Regions from separate parts of the Mus musculus genome. Here region 2 is linked to region 1. A link is a contact called in public HiChIP or PLAC-seq data. All regions are on one chromosome and are shown on one strand. Each heading gives the region's core, a stretch centred on a gene start, on an enhancer-like site or on the middle of the called end of the contact. The rest is flanking DNA. Distances are from core to core; before and after follow the strand shown. Region 1 overlaps Btrc (beta-transducin repeat containing protein). Region 2 holds the start of Dpcd (deleted in primary ciliary dyskinesia).

Region 1 (4,646 bases), core at 1,618-4,117:
GAATTGAGAGAGGTTGCAAAAGCAACAGACTTAATAAAAGAAAGAAATTGAACAAATCATAATGTGACTTTCTCTTCCCCTCTTAGGAGCTGCGGGAGCCGCGGGTTACGGTGCAGACACGGCCAAATCCAAGAACCACACCACACACAGCCAGTCCCGCAAATGGGACAGAAATGGCATCAAGTAACCCTGGTCACAAAGCTACGAATCTCTTAAGGGGGTTGATCCCAAGTTCCTGAGGAGCATGTTCTTTGCCAAGAAGCACAACAAGAAAGGCCTGAAGAAGATGCAGGCCAACAATGTAAAGGCAGTGAGTGTGTGCGCAGAGGCCAGCAAGGCCCTGGTGAAGCCTCGGGCCATCAAGCCCAAGATGCCAAAGGGCCCCAGCCGCAAACTCAGCCGTCTGGCTTTCGTCACCCCAAGCTTCGGAAGCAGATATGAAGCTACATGGCCAAGGGTTGTGGGCTCTGCCAACCGAAGCCAAGGCAGGGGCCAAAGCTCCAGCTAAGGCCCAGGCTTCAGCTCCAGACCAGGCTCCCAGTGGTGCTCAGGCCCCTGTGAAGGCCCCATAGAAAAGGCTCCTGCCAGTGTGAAGACAGAAGGACTGCTGTGACACACCTCCCCACACACTATCTGCAGATGACCAGTGTCCTATGCTGTTTTGACAAATAAACTCAGGCAAGATCTGTTAAAAAATAAAAATAATAAATAAATCAGAATGTGCTTATGTGTGTGTATGTGTGTGTGTGTGTATGTACTTGGCATGGTGTTTATGGAGGTCAGAAGACAACTTTTGGGAGTCTACTGCATGAGTCTTGATGGGTGGGCCTGTGGAACTTGGATTTTCAGGGTTGACAGCAAGCATATTTATCTTTTGAGCCATTTTCGTTAGAAACTGGGGGAAATATTTGCAATAAATGTATTTAACAAAAGATTTGAGAGTACATGTAGAAGTCTTAGGACTCAATCATGAGGAGATGAATAATGCTAATTGTTTCTTTATTAAGAATATACCAGGGTTTTTGTTTGTTTTTTATAAACTGGCAAAAGATGGGATACACCATCAAAAATAAACTTCTGGAATGTTAGTAATCAGACAATAAGATGTTCAACATTTCAAATCACTATATCAATTACAGCCATGAGATATTACTATACATGAACTGAAATGAAAAAGACTGGCTATTTGGAACAATTGGCCTCTCATACATCACAGTTGCTAATGGTAAATGATATAATTACTTTGGAAATAAGTTGACAGTGTTTTATAGAGGTAAACATAGACGTTACCATATTTATCTCCTAAGCACAAAACACAATTCTATACATTAATGTTATTGTTTCAGCCTTCATAACAATCCTTCAGTGTCATAAGACACAAGTCCATCAAGAGAAGAACGATAGTAAATCGTAATGCAAGCACACAATGAAACACTTAGCAACCCAAAACAAGGATGGATTCCAGAACACATGACTACAGAAGCTAGGCGTGAGCTCGTCCAGTCCATGAGTCCACTCAGATGCCACTCTGGGAACTGCGAATCTAAACTTTACTTCTAAAGTAGATTAGTGGCTTCTTTGCATGGGGGTGGGAGGGAAACCAGCTGGGGAAAGGTACGGGGGTTCACTGGGGCCATAGGATCTTCTTGTTACAATAGCATGCAACTGACAACATTTATTGAACCAAATACTTAATGCCACCACGATATTAATTTCATTTATAACTAACACTACATTTATAAAAAATCCCTGCAGGTCTTTGTTGTTCCGTCTCTTCTTTGACCATTTTCCCATACAGATTTGTCTACAAATGTCTGAAGTAAACGAAGTAAAATTTCCATTTGAGAAACTGAAAAATCCACAAGGGTACAGTGAAAAAGTTCAATTATTAAAACAACCAGAAGGTTGTATATTGGAGTGCATGAGGAGAGAGACGAGAATGGTTGCTTGTGGCCGCAGAATTGATTCAGCTTTCCCAACAAAAGCCTGATGACTCAAGCATCCTGTTCAAATGTCCGGGAAAGCTGACAAACAGCCTCAGCTTAATGATAACAGCAGCCTCCTGTCGCCCTGTGCAGCTCTTCTGCCTTTCTCTCTGCAATGAACAGTTGTCTCCAGACAAAACTCGAATGACACTGTCAGGTGACAAGCACACCAAATGAAAGGAGTTAAGTGTTTGTGGCTCTGTCTTCCAGTTTAGGCCTAAAAGGCTAAGGGCCTCACCCCTGAAAACACATTATATATACCGCTTTCAAAATGACCACGAATGTCTCTGCAGCTGCTGCCTAGGCCAGGAAGGGAAAATATATTCTTACAGACATCAACTGGCTTAGCCAATAATATGGCATGTGTGGACTTTACTAGGTGTACCATGTAAAAGTAACATCATGGAGTACATCATGACCAGGACTATGAAATGAAACACATTTCTAGCTTACATGCAAACCCTGCTGTAATCAACCAACAGGGAGGGTAGAGGAAGTGGAGAAATAATGTTTCGGACAAAGGACGCCATTAAGAATTATTTTGAGGGGCTGGAGAGATGGTTCAGTAGTTAAGAGCTCTTCCTAGCACTACCACATGGTGGTTCACAATTATCTGTAATGGGATCCGATGCTCTCTTCTGCTGTGTCTGAAGACAGCAACAGTGATACTCATATAAATGAAATTAAAAAAATCTTAAAAAAATTAATTATTTTGAGGATAAGGACAAAATGAAGAGACTGTTGATGACTAGTGAGATGCAAATGATAAAAGATATCTAAGGACTCTGTCTGGCTTTGAGAGAGACTCTAGCATCAGGGACTATGGTATGTGGAGGGAAATAATGGTTCAGATAAGGTATTGAGTTAAGATTAAAGCAAGCACCAACTGTGCTGGGGATTAGAATTCACCTACAAGAGACGGAGCTAGACTTCTGATTAAGGCTGGAACCTGAGTGCTGTTCAGTACCTGACTGGCTCTGTGGTAGGGTGCTCTGAAGGGTAGGCTAGCAGCGGTAACCGCTGAACGGGAACAGAACACACATTGCTTTCTCTGGGAAGGCCGGGGAGAAAAAACAAAATAAATATACTACCCTGAGAAACTGATATGGACGTAAAGTAAAATAAGAATAAGGCAAAGCACAGAGTGAACAGCTGGACTTAGCTGGGGAGCGAAGGCAGATCCGCAGAAGGGGCATTTAAGCGGAGATGGCATAAGACTAAGTTCTACCCAGGCTAGAATCTTAAAACAAAAGTGGGAGGAGCTCGGAAAGACAGATGGGAAAAGAGTGAGGGTCACATGCACAGCTGCAGGGCAACCAACAAAAGGTAAAGTGGTGAAAAATGAGAGCCTGCTGAGGGCTCAAGGCCATGGGAAAAAGTCTGGACATCCACTCGCGTTTAAAGGAGAGCCATATTACATATTGGAGCATCTTCTGTGCATATGCCCAGGAGTGGTATAGCTGGGTCCTCAGGTAGTATTATGCTCAGTTTTCTGAGGAACAGCCAAACTGATTTCCAGAGTGGTTGTACCAGCTTGCAATCCCACCAGCAATGAATGAGTGTTCCTCTTTCTCCATATCCTCGCCAGCATCTGCTGTCACCTGAGTTTTGATCTGAGCCATTCTGACTGGTGTGAGGTGGAATCTCAGGGTTGTTTTGATTTGCATTTCCCTGATGATTAAGGATGCTGAACATTTCTTTAGGTGCTTCTCTCAGCCATTCGGTATTCCTCAGCTGAGAATTCTTTGTTTAGCTCTGTACCACATTTTTTAATAGGGTTATTTGAATTTCTGGAGTCTAACTTCTTGAGTTCTTTGTATATATTGGATATTAGCCCTCTATTGGATGTAGGGTTGGTAAAGATCCAACCAAAGAGTACACATGGAGGGACCCATGGCTCAAGCCACATATATAGCAGAGGATGGTCTTGTGAGATATCAACAAGAGGAGAGGCCCTTGGTCCTGCGAAGGCTCTCTGCCCCAGTGTAGGGGAAGGCTAGGACAGGGGCACAGGAGTAGACAGGTTAGTGAGCAGGGGGAGGGGGAAGGGGAGGGAGGTTGGAGGGGAAATGGGGAAAGGGGATAAAATTTGAAATGTAAATAAAGAAAATATCTAATAAAAACGAATGAATGAATGAATGAATGAATGAATGAATGAATAAATAAATGAGAGTCGTGGAGGTTCTGAAGTAGTCAAACATGAGTGATGCCATTTGCTGTGCCATGGAAATACACCAGCTCAATCACAGAGAACAGAGCAGGAGCTGGTGATGTGAGGATGAAGGAAGACCAACAATCCAAGAAGAGGTGAGTATGGTGGCAAGGATTAAAAAAGCTACTCAGGAAGTGTTAGGAAGGGGTGTTATTCTCACAGAGAGGCAGAACAAAGAACAAGTGGAGGTTTACAGTCTCAAGGGTGGTTGTAGTTGCCAATGGTTGTAGTCACAGCATTTAGGAAGTGGACCTTGGAAGTCAAGAGTTTCAAGGCTATTAAGTCTTGTCAAGAGAGATGGGAGGTGGGGAGAAGAGAAGTAGGAAGAGTAGGAAGAGAAAAAAGAGACGGTGAGGGGAGGAAAGAAGTGTGGGTTAGAATATTCATTCATTTACCCACCCACCCACCTACTCATCCACCCACCCATTCATTCATTCATTCATTTGAGA
Region 2 (4,722 bases), core at 1,291-3,790, 63 kb before region 1:
AAAAAAAAAAAAAAAATTAAAAAGGAAATTTGGATACACATGATGACATTGATGAACTCTGAAAACCTTTTGCTCTGTGACATAATTAAATATTATTTGATTCCATTTACATAAATCTCTTAGTCAATTTAATTGAAATACAAAGTAGCTAGGGGCTGAGGAAGAGGGGTGTGGAGTTGTGTTTTCTGGGTGCAGAGTATTGGCTTTGAGAATGAAAACTTTTGGAGCTAGATATTGGTGACAGGTGCAAACAGCAGGACCGTCCTTAGTGACCCCTAACTACACACCTAAAATTGATTGTGACAGTACATTTTGTGCTGTATGTATGTATGTGTGTGTTATATAAAATAAAAACAAAAACTGGGAGCCAGGTGTGGTGGCGCACTCGGGAGGCAGAGGAAGGCGAATTTCTGAGTTCGAGGCCAGCCTGGTCTACAAAGGGAGTTCCAGGACAGCCAGGGCTATACAGAGAAACCCTGTCTCGAAAAACCAAAAAACCAAAACTGGGTCAGGCATGACAGTACATGGCTTAGGCCGGAATGTATTCAAGGCCAGCTCAGAGCAGCCAAGACTACATAGTGAGACCCTGTCTCAAAGAAAAAGACCTCTGTCTTGTAAAGTGTGTCCCAAAGCTGCATACTGTGTGGCTGTGACACATGGCCATCAGTCTGCATCTCTCCATTTTCTCCCACTTCCTCTTACAGCCTATTTTCCCTGTATCTGGCCCCGGATGCTGTGCAGGCAGTCCCCGAATGGTGCCTTCTTTCCTAATACTTGACATTTTGCCATACACTCTCACACTTATACATGTGCACACTTCTTTTGTCTCTATGTGTGATTCCTTCATCTCCACTTACCAAGTAACTATTAAAAATTCCTTAGGGGCTAGAATATCACCTCTTCTATTTAGTGATTATCCAAAGAGAAAATTATTTTCACCTCTGTGCTTTCTTAGCATTTCACAGACTATCTCAATCTTTCCTTCCTTCCTGTCTGTCTGCCTGACTTCCTCCCTCCCTCCTCCCTCCCTTCCTTCCTTCCTTCATTCCTTCCTGAGTCTCCTGCCTTGACCTCCTGAGTGCAGAGATGGCAGGCATGGGGCTATCCTTGCCTTTCTAAGATCCCAACCTCTATTTAATACAAGCTGCTATTTCCTTACATATTTTTTTCTTGATAATTTTATGATCCCAGGAAAGCATAAGCCATGGTTGTCGTCTTCTTGTTTGTTTTAACTTTGCTATTGTCTGTTTTTTCTATCTGCTCTAGCACAGAATTTGGCACATGGCAATGGGTTCCCTAAATGCTGTAGGGTAGGAGCAAATGAAACCTGATTTTAATTTCTGTAAACTTCAGGCACCTGCCTGTGGATGTTTTAAAGCTAGCTGTTAGCTTTAAAGCCTCAGGAATTCAGACCTAAGGCACCCTGGCTGCCAGGTGGGTGGGTCTGTGAAAGACCTCAGGGGCACAGGGCACTTAAACTGGCCACTTGCAGGATGAGGAAAAGCTGACATCTCAAGCTCCTGTTCTTAGTCATTTAGACCTTAGCCCTTGCTCTATCTCCCCTAAAGATCAGGGGGCAATTTAAAATCCACATCATAAACAAAACATAGTTAGAAAACAAGGACCTGGGCTGGTGAGATGGCTCAACAGGTAAGAGCACCCGACTGCTCTTCTGAAGGTCCTGAGTTCAAATCCCGGCAACCACATGGTGGCTCACAACCATCCGTAACGAGATCTGACTCCCTCTTCTGGTGTGTCTGAAGACAGCTACAGTGTACTTACATATAATAAAAAAATAAATAAATCTTTAAAATAAAAAAAAGAAAGAAAAGAAAAAGAAAACAAGGACCTTAGAAACAACACTGGTAGCCCACCCACTTCATTTTATAATTGAAGAAAATGGGGTCCTAACAACTGAAGAGGTGAATCGATGTTAGAGTTGATCTAAAACCCTGGTGTCTCCTTTCTATGCCATTGGGGCTGCTGTCATCAATAGGACCCCCAAATTGAGCTGCATGGATCCCAGATGACGAATTATACCTGATTATCTGCAAAACCTGGGTTTGGTCTAAAACCTTCCTGGGTTTCAGTTTCCTCGTCAGTCAAATGGGGTGCAGAATTAGCCTCTTGGTACAGCCCTGAGGGACGATGATGAATGTAAAATGAATTATTGGGAAATACCAACAAAACTCTGAGCGGGGAGAGATGATATAAGGAACTCTTGAGGTGGGTGACCAAAGACTTGGGTTCCACTCGGGTCATCTCCCTGGGCCGGTTTCCTCTGCAAAAGCAGGAAGCTGGCATGGCTGTAGGCTGCTGCGACAGGTCCAGCTCTGCCCACCCAGGCTGAGGCCCTCCCTGGGGGAGCGGGCGCATAGAGCCCGCCCTGGGGGGAAGGACGAGGGGTCTCGAGTTACCATCCTGCAGCAGTGCCGTCTTCTCGGCCGACCGCAAAACCTCCAACCAGCTAGTCACCGCCATCTTCCCTCCGCCCAGGAACGCGCCGGGCCACTGCCATGGCAACTACCCGACCGATGATCACTTCCGGATGACCCGGGAAGTATTCTGGGAACTGATTTTTTTTTTTTTTTTTCCCCTCTACCCCTTCCTCCCCCAATCCGTTTTCATTGGCTCCCATGGTGAGTTTATTTCTCTTTGCCGGGAGATTCTAACCTACTTTGGACCGGTCCTGGGGCCGGGTGGGGTGGGGATGCTCCCAGAACTTTTAGGGATCCAGCACCAACTCTCTTCTGGCCCCAGCTGGGAGTCCCTGGTTCACACCAGCTGCTCACAGTGGATGTGGCACGTCTGCTTCGGTCTTGCCCACCTCCAGCTGTGAGGGCTCCCTACATCTGCTGCGGCTGCACTCCACCTCCCTGCAGCTGCGGGGCTCAGACCCGCGCGATGGGGCTGCTGCGACAGGGACAGGTGCGCAGCGTGCCCACAACTTTCCCTGAAGCCTCACTCCCCAGGTTTTCTTCTGCGAATGCACATTGAGGCTAGAGAAAGATGATGCGAGGTTTATGTGACATGTCCCTTAGACTCCAATTCGTTGGGGAGATGAAGACTCTCCTAAAGATGTAGTCCGGTTCCCAAACCCGTCATCATTTTGGAAAAGTCTCTTGGAAGGGGACGCAGAGGCTGACTCTGCGCTATATTCCTCCCCCCACCCCCACCCCATGTTGTTTCCTTTCGATCCACACCTCCCCTACACCCACAAGAATCCCAACCTTTCCCTGGCTTCCCTCAGTACGACTAGGGTTGAAAGGCTGGTATGTGTGTGTGGCACTCGGATTAAATCACTTAAGTTTAACTGGGGTTTCCGAGACCTCTGAGAAAGGGACCTGTTACCCCTAAACCCCACCTCTATGCCAAATTATTAAGGGCTGGCTCTCAATCCTTTAACAGAAAGGCCAGGATCCAGCGCCCTTCAATGGACCCTCAGGGCATCGTGAAGGCCTTTCCCAAGCGGAAGAAAAGTCATGCAGATCTATCTTCAAAAGCACTTGCAAAGATTCCCAAAAGGGAGGTGGGAGAAGCTAGAGGTGAGCCGGTCCACCCTCACACACTGGAACGTTCAGCCTTCTTGTTTTCAGCTAGAGTCAGATTAACAGAAGTGACCTAACCTGTGGCCAAGATCAGGTTGGCCTCAAACTCGAAAAGCAAAACAAAACAACAAAAAAGGAAGTTTGCTGAAAAAAACAAAACAAAACAAAAGCAAAAACAAAAACAAAAAACCCCTGGGGGGTATCGCTAGCAAGCAAGCCTTTAGCCTTTAATCCCAGCACTTGGGAAGCAGAGGCAGGCAGATTTCTGAGTTCGAGGCCAGCCTGGTCTACAGAGTGAGTTCCAGAACAGCCAGGGCTACACAGAGAAACCCTGTCTTGAAACTAACCACCCCCCCCCAAAAAAAGGAAGTTTGTTGTACGTTTGCGGTAGAATTCTTTGAAGGTATTTTGTTCTCTGGATGGCAGGAAAAGGAAGGGAGGTGGCTTCGAACAGTTCATTATAGCTCTGACCTACAACTGTAATCCCAGCTCTTAGAGGTCAAGGCAGGAGAATCAGAAACTCAAGGTTATCCTCTGCTACATAGTCAGTTTGAGGCCAGCCTGGGCTACATGAGACCCTATCTCAAATAATAGTGCAATAAAATTAATAATAATAATAATAGCTATGGTGATACCACTTGAATATCCTCTCCACAGGATGGCTGAGCTCCCTGAGAGCCCACATTATGCCCGCTGGCATTGGACGTGCCCGGGCTGAACTCTTTGAGAAGCAGATTATCCACCATGGCGGCCAGGTGTGCTCTGCCCAGGCCCCAGGAGTCACTCACATTGTGGTGGATGAAGACATGGACTATGAGCGGGCTCTCCGGCTCCTCAGGTTGCCCCAGCTACCCCCTGGTGCCCAGCTGGTGAAGTCCACCTGGCTGAGCTTGTGCCTGCAGGAGGGAAGGCTGACAGACACGGAAGGATTCAGCCTTCCCATGCCCAAGAGGTTGGCAGCTCTTAGCCTTTCTCAGGTGTTTGTTGATGATGTTTGAGTTTCCATCTTGAGTTATTGAAAAAAAAAACACTCGTACTTTTTAAATTGGACATATTTGGAAACCAAGGTTTCTGTATAGAGAAAGATTGGGGTGGGGGTGGGGGACAGAGACAGGTAAGAATTTGATACCCTAACTCTCTGTGACCTCCCCTGCCCTCTAGGTCCTTGGATGAA

What was found. HiChIP or PLAC-seq counts read pairs in DNA pulled down with a chosen protein or histone mark.
Region 2: an H3K27ac HiChIP or PLAC-seq map of extraembryonic endoderm stem cells shows a contact between it and region 1. The contact joins the promoter of Dpcd here to the enhancer-like site in region 1. A contact is called at or near these places in 8 of 39 promoter capture datasets (the HPC-7 cell line, HPC-7-derived erythroid cells, cranial neural crest and 5 more), 1 of 484 Hi-C or Micro-C datasets (embryonic stem cells), 2 of 115 datasets of contacts at active chromatin or transcription factors (bone marrow-derived macrophages and extraembryonic endoderm stem cells) and 1 of 9 other capture datasets (pancreatic islet).

What each region holds. Positions count from the first base shown.
Region 1 is chr19:45,496,137-45,500,782 of GRCm38.p6, reverse strand. The region is part of intron 4 of Btrc (beta-transducin repeat containing protein); the gene reads right to left. Among named protein-coding and RNA genes, the nearest start is that of Gm19639, 45 kb to the left of the region's middle. Within about 2 kb of position 2,867, at least 7 of the 459 cell types and tissues checked have an H3K27ac peak or open chromatin away from gene starts, as enhancers often do. A contact at or near this core is called in extraembryonic endoderm stem cells and pancreatic islet, where this site is marked.
Region 2 is chr19:45,558,403-45,563,124 of GRCm38.p6, reverse strand. Dpcd (deleted in primary ciliary dyskinesia) reads right to left here and starts at 2,540. Exons shown (of 6, transcript NM_172639.3): 1 at 2,418-2,540. The coding sequence starts at 2,481. Poll (polymerase (DNA directed), lambda) reads left to right here and starts at 2,561. Exons shown (of 9, transcript NM_020032.3): 1 at 2,561-2,639; 2 at 3,409-3,545; 3 at 4,206-4,500; 4 at 4,710-4,722. The coding sequence starts at 3,434.